Linked DNA regions of Mus musculus: all the other regions are linked to region 2. A link is a contact called in public HiChIP or PLAC-seq and promoter capture Hi-C data. All regions are on one chromosome and are shown on one strand. Each heading gives the region's core, a stretch centred on a gene start, on an enhancer-like site or on the middle of the called end of the contact. The rest is flanking DNA. Distances are from core to core; before and after follow the strand shown. Region 1 holds the start of Nfe2l2 (nuclear factor, erythroid derived 2, like 2). Region 2 holds the start of Wipf1 (WAS/WASL interacting protein family, member 1). Region 3 holds the start of Tlk1 (tousled-like kinase 1).

What was found. Promoter capture Hi-C pulls out the DNA fragments that hold promoters and counts their contacts. HiChIP or PLAC-seq counts read pairs in DNA pulled down with a chosen protein or histone mark.
Region 1: an H3K27ac HiChIP or PLAC-seq map of bone marrow-derived dendritic cells shows a contact between it and region 2, with 8 times the contacts expected there. The contact joins the promoter of Nfe2l2 here to the promoter of Wipf1 in region 2. A contact is called at or near these places in 5 of 39 promoter capture datasets (the 3T3-L1 cell line, the C10 cell line, cranial neural crest and 2 more) and 2 of 115 datasets of contacts at active chromatin or transcription factors (astrocytes and bone marrow-derived dendritic cells).
Region 3: a contact with region 2 is called in a promoter capture Hi-C map of pre-B cells, with 2.7 times the contacts expected there. The contact joins the promoter of Tlk1 here to the promoter of Wipf1 in region 2. A contact is called at or near these places in 2 of 39 promoter capture datasets (the C10 cell line and pre-B cells).

The regions. Positions count from the first base shown.
Region 1 is chr2:75,703,384-75,706,083 of GRCm38.p6, reverse strand. Nfe2l2 (nuclear factor, erythroid derived 2, like 2) reads left to right here and starts at 1,421. Exons shown (of 5, transcript NM_010902.4): 1 at 1,421-1,720. The coding sequence starts at 1,676.
Region 2 is chr2:73,528,168-73,530,867 of GRCm38.p6, reverse strand. It overlaps Wipf1 (WAS/WASL interacting protein family, member 1), which reads left to right and starts at 1,381. Exons shown (of 8, transcript NM_153138.4): 1 at 1,381-1,541.
Region 3 is chr2:70,824,212-70,826,911 of GRCm38.p6, reverse strand. Tlk1 (tousled-like kinase 1) reads left to right here and starts at 1,432. Exons shown (of 20, transcript NM_172664.3): 1 at 1,432-1,719. The coding sequence starts at 1,581.

The DNA of each region.
Region 1 (2,700 bases), core at 172-2,671, 2.2 Mb before region 2:
GGCAGAGGCAGGCAGATTTCTGAGTTCTAGGCCAGCCTGGTCTACAGAGTGAGTGTCAGGACAGCCAGGGCTACACAGAAAAACCCTGTCTTAAAAAACCAAAAAAAAAAAAAAAAATTCAAAAGAAGATATTTGTGTTCAAACATACTTAAAACAACAAAGAGAAAGATAAAAATACTCTGGGTTTTCAACTATTAACACATTAAAACATCCCTCGATTTTTTTTCTAAGCCCATATAACTATTTTAGAAATTGGATTTTTTTTCGGGGGCAGTTAAAGAAGTATGTTTGGGAATGAACGTTGTGAAAACAGTCACTACCACCACCACCACCACCAAACCCAAGTGGCAGAGTCTATGGTACAGTTCTCAGCCTGTGGAGAGCCACCCCAAGCATCTCAGATATTTTGCACATCCGATACTTACATTACAATTTATAGCAACAAAATTAGTTATGAAGTAGCAGCAAAAATACTTTTCTAGTTGGAGGTCACCACAACACGAACTATATTAAAGGGTCGCTGCATTACGACGGTTGAGAAACGCTGCTCTAAAAACAGCTTGAGAGGTGGGGCCTTATGAGATCATACCTCAAAATTCCCAAATAGAGTAAGTACGTGTAAAGGAACCCTGAGAGTCTTAGAATCCACTTCGGTGATTCTGTTAGAGCTGTGCCCGCTTGCTGGGCTCTGGGTGGATGAAGTGATACTGAGTGACCGCTTGGGCCCCGAGCCCAGGGCACGTGGGAGAAGTGGAGGGCCTTCGAGTAAGCGAGCACGAGTTTGCAGCGTGGACTCATCCATCTCCCTGGGGCAGAGGTGTTTGAGCACCAGCAACTGAATGGGACCTGGGGCCAGAGGGCAGTTGGCCTCTTGCAAAGTCCGGGTCCCAGCTCAGAGCCCTAACCCCGAAACTGGCGCCACAGTCAGCCGGTGGAGCGAGATAAAGCGGGCAAGGTTCTGCAGGTCCAAATCAGGGAGTGGCAGCTCCGATAGCAGCGCACGGGCCGGGGCTCCCGGTGTGCTTGCACCAACTGTTTAAACTGCTTCAAAGAGCCAGGGCTGGAGCGACCTTCGGCAAACAGCTGCTAATCTCTAGCAAGGGGGTGCTGTCCTACAGAGGACTGGGGGGGCCGAAGGCCTCCTGCTCGCGCTCCGCCCCCCGTGCGACTTCAGCCCACCTGACTCCGCCATGCCCCGGACAGCGAGAGGAGGATCAACAGTGGGGGGTCGAGGGGAACGCGGGAACTCCGGCCGGAAGCACTCAGGTCCATGCCCCGCCCTCGGGCTCTTGCTCCTTCCACTGGCCCCCGTCTTGTCCCCCCCTCCCCTTGCCCCGCCCTAGGCCTTTGCGGGGGGCCCTCGGGTCCTTGCCCTGCCCCTGTACGCGATTCCAAGCTCTTGCCCCGCCCCTTACCCCGCCTCCATGCCCTTGTCCTGCCTCTGGCCCTTGCCTCTTGCCCTAGCCTTTTCTCCGCCTCTAAGTTCTTGTCCCGTCCCTAGGTCCTTGTTCCGCCCCCAGGGGGCGGGGGCGGGGCGGACTAAGGCTGGCCTGCCACTCCAGCGAGCAGGCTATCTCCTAGTTCTCCGCTGCTCGGACTAGCCATTGCCGCCGCCTCACCTCTGCTGCAAGTAGCCTCGCCGTCGGGGAGCCCTACCACAGCGTCCGCCCTCAGCATGATGGACTTGGAGTTGCCACCGCCAGGACTACAGTCCCAGCAGGTGCTGCCCCAACCTTCGGGCCCCTGGGCTGTGCCAAGAAGCCGGCAGGAGCTCGAGGGGATAGTGGCTCCGGGAGGGAGGGACAGTCTGAGCCAGGACTACGACGGCAGGGCCTGGGAACTGCCCCGCCGAGCTGGGAGGGCAACGGAGGATGTTGGGGCCGCGACGAGAGTGGGGTCCGAGCCTGAGGTCTCCAGGGGCGGCGAGGTTGGGGTGTGGAGGAAGCTCTGACTTCGTGGGGCCAGGCAGAGACACCACCACCTCGCTGGGTGGGAGGCGCAGAGGCGGGAGGGGGGTGGATGCTGGCGGTCTAAACCGGCGCCGCCCGGCCTTTTCCGGGGCAGCGTAGTTTCCCTGATTCGGTGCCGGTAAAAATGTGCCTAGTCACGGGGCCGCGCTCGGGGGAGCTGAGGTCTCTCCTCGGCGTCCGCCCGAAGCCCTCCCCAACCCCCGTTCTACGACTTGGTGAGCTCGGCCGTCTACGGCCTCAGCCCGAGAGCTGGTCTGTAAGATCACGCCTGTCCGTCTTGATCCAGAAAAGCCCAGCCCTCCGGGGGCGGAGGAGAAAGTCACCGGGTGGCCCTCGTGCTCTGGCGCCCCGACGGGCGGCCTGCCGGCAGGGCTCCGCACGCTCCTTCAGCCTGGGAACCCGGGAATGGCCTCGCGCCGGGCGCAAGGACGTGCAGACCTGGGCGGCGGGCTCCGAGGTCCGAGTGGGCCCCATGCTGGGCTGTGTGTTCTGAGTATGGTGACCCGCGGGGCCCCACGTAGTGTGCGAGGCTGTGGCTTCTGGCTGGCTTACATCGGCCAGTTGGCAGTCACAGAGGCCCTCGGTTGGCCCTTTCCTGCTCTATAGCGTGCAAACCTCGCTGCTCTGGGGCCAAGGGACAAGTTGGAGCTGTTGATCAGTTGCGCAATTGTTATTTTCCCCTGGGCGGCTTTGTCTTTGGATTTAGCATTACAGAGTTGTAATACCAAAA
Region 2 (2,700 bases), core at 132-2,631:
AAGCAACAAGAAGGAATATTTACCACACACTGCTAACCCAGGAAAAGATCCAAACTCAATGCGCCAGAACTGGAGAAAATGGTTCAGCGGTTAAGAGCACTTGCTGCTCTTAACAGAGGACACTTAGATTCCCAGCATCTACGTGGTAGCTCCCAACCGTCTGTAATTCCATTATCAGGGCATCCCACACCTTCTTATGGCCTCTGTGGCACCAGGCAAGCACATGATACAGATAGATATATTTGCAGGCAAACCACTTGTACACATTAAATAAATACATACATAAAAGGCAAATATAGCATAGACCTTAGACGAATACAGTTAACAGTGGGAGTTTGTAACCATCCTGGAATTCATGGTGAGACCTAAAAATAACAAAAACAAAACAAAAAGGAAAGAGTGCATTTAGAGACTCCTACCAAAAAAAAAAAAAAAACAAACAAACAAACAAAAAAAAAAACAAAAAAAAACGCTAATAAGAGTTTAGGAGAGGTGGCCCTGTCGCTGTCTTTCCAGGATTATCGTATCCGCCAGAAGCATGTCACAGAGACTGCACACATAGGGACAACTCAGCACAGAAAGCCTGAAGCCGAGGCATTCTAGATGCCACATTCTGAGGTGCATCTTTCAAAGCTTCCCTGCCTTTACCCAGAGAGCTACGTCGTCTCGGTAGCTTTACTATCCGGTCCAGTAGTTATACTGACCATAACTGTCTTTGTCTTTCAAATGTATATGTTCTAATGTGTCATCCCAGTGTTAACTTGCCTTTAAGGCCTGATAGTGGTGTTTTTGAGAACTGGCAAGAGCCATGTGAAAGGGCCTCGGGTTTCTCCTTATACTCGCTCGGCTCTTGATCTTTCTATGTTTGCAGAAGTCGGTGGAAAAAAAAAAAAAAAAGATTCCAAGAATCCCAACCGATAGGCACCTTACCCTGGGAAGAGCTGTGCGCTCCCAGTGGGCGGGGATTGGGGACGCGCGTGGCCCTTGGGCTTCAGTGGGGCCACTCCATCTTAGAAGCCAGTTTTTACAGTGAATGGAAACTTTTAAGTTTCTCAAAGCGGGGGGCGCCCTCTGATTCGGGAGCGGAGTGGAGATGACCGGAAAAGGCTTTCCCTGTGTTGGGGGGAGAGCACCCCACTCGGAGGCCCGGGTAGTTTCTAGGGACAGCGTCTTGGGTTGGGTATCCCTTCCAGGTCCGGCTCCTGGGCGCACGCAGGTCCGGACCCCTCGGCCTCCGCCCCGGGGAGAGCCCAGCCCAGGCTCCGGTCCCGCCGGCCTCGGAAGTCAGGGCGCGGCGAGGGCGAAGGGCGAAGGGCCAGCGGCTGCCTCGGCGTCCGCGTGTGGCGGGGGCCGTAGGGGGAGGACGCGGGCCGAGGGGGAGGGCGCACATCTCGGCGAAGTTCCCGGATGGTCGCAGCCTCCCGGCGCGGAGCGCTTTTCCTGCCCGCCCCGGCTCAGCCCTGCGGACCCAGAGAGAAGTTTCCCAGAAAAAAATGCCCCGCGCGCCGCGGGGCCGAGGAGCCGCCCGGAGCCGCTGCACGGTAAGGGAGCCGCGCCCCACCATGCAGGGCGCGTCCGGGGTGCACGGAGTTGGGGTGCAGACGGGCGGGTTGTCGGGGCCGCGTCCTCGGCGCCCAGGGGAGCGATCCCCGCTCAGGCCCGCGGTCCAGCCCGCGCGGGAGGAAGGGGCGGCGGCTGCCGGGGCTCGAGATGCCGCGATCCCCGCTGAGCGCTGCGGGGCTGCACCGACCCAGGACCGCCCGTGGACCCGATGGATCTAACCGCGGTCTCCCTGGGATGCCCGGGAACCGCATCTGCAACTCCATCTCCACCGAGGGCGGGTGACTTTGGAGTTTAGGGCTCCCAGAACTTGGCTCCAGTGCTCCCGGGCAGCCTGATCCCGGGTATGGGCGCGCTCTAGGTGCCTATGTCTGCTCCTGAAAGGGCGGCCAGCTCGGGTCAGGGCTTTGCGCCCGGGGCCTCTCCCTAAATCGTGGACCGCTTCCCTTCAGCCTTCATCTCCCGCTACTTTAGCATGCTTTTCTTTTCAAAGAAAGAACAGTGAAACTTAACTAGTGCAAGAGAAATCCAATAGGGATGACCCAGATCCTCGGTTTGTGGCTAGACTTTGAACTCAGATTAACAAAAGGTGTGTCTGTGTGGAACCTGGTTTGACTGGGTCTTGCTTAATCTCCAAGGAATATCCCCGGGCTATAGGCTCCTAACCCCTCAGGGTTTCTACAGTGAGCAGATTTGGTCTCTTTCTCTGAAAATCGCTAGTCTGTCTTGGATCTTCCTTGCCCTTCATCTCTCTGGTTCCTGAGCGGGCCTGCAGGTAGACCCACAGGGACAGCGGACACGTGTGCAGCCTGGGTAGGTTTTCTTTTAACAGCTTCCATATAATTTGAATACTGTATTTTCATTTGATAGATTTTTTTTTGCCTCCTCAAAAAATGCTTATTTCAATAATTGATAAATAACTTAAAAGTTTGTAGATCATGTTTTTGACTTCTTAAAGAGAGAAAGTCTTTCATAAACTATGGGCTCTCTGCTTCTTACAGTGCTCAGGGCACTGCCTTCTACCCTGATTACCTGCCAGTTGCGGTTCACCAGGCTGATCCTCTCAGAGGCATGGGGTGGTGTACACATATGTGTACAGATCGTACACATATCTGTGAGTGCCGGTTGCCGGCTGAAGAG
Region 3 (2,700 bases), core at 183-2,682, 2.7 Mb after region 2:
AACAAGAATCTGAAGCACAGGAACACCCCAGTGACTTCTGGCATAGCTGACAACCAAGGCTCTATTCTGGGAGTACAGTTTATCTGAAGAAAACATTACGATGAGAAATGCAAAGTCATAAAAATAAAAAATAGAAATGACATTTTGGTCCCCCTGGTAATCATGTCATTTCCTTATGCCTGCACAGTTGCTCTATAGCATAATCATTTTAGTGTTCTATTCAATTTGGTTTAAAGAGAGCAGTAACCTTGTCGTATTTTTCCTGGACTACCAGACTTGCTCTTTTATGAACAAGATGGCCAATCGCTGGTGTGTGTACGTGGGTGTGCAGAAAGCTATGCTCTATCTATAAATTTTAGCAAATGCTGTAATTTGTTTTGGGAATTCGTCGTCAATACTCAACAGCGGCACCAGAAACTGGAAATTTCTAGAAACTATACCTTCTTCAAGATGAACACTATAGTTTTTTTGTTTTTTGTGTTTTTTACTGTGAATTCAGTAGTCAACATTTTCTATTTAGATTTTCCACTTCTGTGAAAACAAAGAACAAACAGCTATACCACACACTCAGGCTACCCCACCGGTAGGGTTTCTCAATTCTTTTGGTAGATTGTTTTAAGGAAAGTTTTATTTTCTTAGGTTCTTTTTTTTTTAATTCCGTGACTACTCCTGTTTTGCAGATGGATAAGTGCACACTGCTCTTTCTTTCTTTTTCTTTCTTTCTTTCTTTCTTTCTTTCTTTCTTTCTTTCTTTCTTTCTTTCTTTCTTTCTTTCTTTCTTTCTTTCTTTCTTTCTCCTTCTTCTCCTTCTTCTCTTTCTTCTTTTTCTCCTGAAGGGCAAGAAGCAACTCTCAACTTTTCAGTTCCATTTTGAGACTCCGGAGCCAGGCGAGAGCAGAGGCGTCTCGGGCAGGCTGGGTGTGGGGCGCGCTTCGGAGCAGGCGCGCCGCGGCGAGGGGGAGGCAGGTGGCAGCGGGGGCGCGCCTCCCTCCGGCCGGCTCCGCGCACGCGACTCGCCGCTCCGCGCCGCGCCGCGGGCCCCGCGCCTCCCAGCGCGCTCGCGCCCTCCCCGCCCTCGCCCCGCCCGGGCAGGGCCCTCCCCCCTCCCCCCTGCCGGCCCCGCGGCCGCCGCCGCCGCCGCTGCTACCGGAGGCGCAGGAGCCTCGCGATAGTGTTTGCATTGGCGGCGCGTGACGCCGCCGCCGCCGCCGCCCGTAACTGATGCAGAGGTTACCCCGCCGCCTCAGCCGCCACCCACCGCCCGCCACCGCCCGGGCGACGCCGGGGCCCGACGCACTGCAGAGGTGCCGGCAGGTTCCGCCCGCGGAAGTGGCCTCGGTCGGCGCGGCCCGCGCTCCGCCCGCGCTCCGGCCCCGGCCCCGCGGCCCCGGCCACTCGCCTCCCCTCGGCGCTACCCTCCCCGCCCGCCCTCCGCCCGGCGCGCTCCCTCGGCGGCGCGGCGCTCCCCTCCCAGCCCTCGCGCCCGCGCTCGCCCTCAGCGCGGCCCCCGCCATGACGGAGGCGGGTGCCGGTGCCGCCGCCGTCGCAGGGGGGGAGTCGGGCTCCCAGAAAGTAGCTTGATGAGTGTCCAAAGTAGCAGTGGAAGTTTGGAGGGGCCGCCATCTTGGTCCCGGCTCTCCACGTCTCCAACCCCGGGCTCGGCGGCGGCGGCCAGGTCCCTGCTGAATCACACGCCGCCATCCGGGAGGCCCAGGGAAGGTAAGCGCCGCCGCGCCCTCCCGCGGGCTCCCTCGGCCCGCGCGGACCCCGGGCTGGGGTGGGGGGTGGCGGTTCGCGGGCGGGAGGCCTGCCCTGGCTCCCTGAGCCTCCTGGCCTCGGGGCTCGGGTGGGTTTGCCCTCGCGGTGCAGCCTCGGCGCGCGAGCCCCCTCCCCTAGCCCGCACTCCTCCCATAGAGGCGGTCCCCGCGCCGCAAGCCGGGCCGCCGGGACCGGTTAAGATGCCCCTCGCCCGCCTCCCGCATGCTCTGGGCTGCCTCGGATCCGAGTCGGATCCCCATCGCGGCCCCTAGAGCGATCCCAACGGCAGACCGACTCGTGGGCAAGGCTGCTCGTGCCACCCCCCCCCCCCCCCCAGATGGTTGCAACTTTCCTTCCTTCGCCATCGGCTCCTGCATGTTTGAACGTTATGCTCGTGGGTTGCAAGTACGCTCGTGTTCCTTTCTGCCCAAGGGTGGTGGGCTTTTTTTTTTTTTTTTTTGGTGGAAATTCCTGCTTGAAGGTTTCTGCAAAACACGCACTGAGATCGGTTACAATTGTTTTCTAAGTTTTCTGGCTCCTTGCATGCAAGTGTTCTGCCACCAGATGTAGCAGTCACACAGCTAGTAAGGCACCTAGTGCTTTTGACTAAAAAATGAACTTGCTGCCTTTAACTTTAAGTATACTCCATAAAATGGAATTCGGGAGAACACTCCTTTACCAGGGAAGAATAAATTTGCATCGGATCTCTTTTAACGCCCTTTTGTCTGGAAAATGCGAAGTCGTATTCGTTAGCAATCGGTAAATGGGCTGTTCGCTCCCGGTTGTCTCGCACAAGGAGATTATCAGCACCTTTAAAAAAAAGAAGAAAACGTTTGAAAGTCCAGCAGTCTAGTAAGCCTTGTAAAGAAATTCAGAGCTTCGGTTTATGAGTCGTTCGGATTATTGTATTTTGAAAATATGTCTATATTTATTATCCATAGC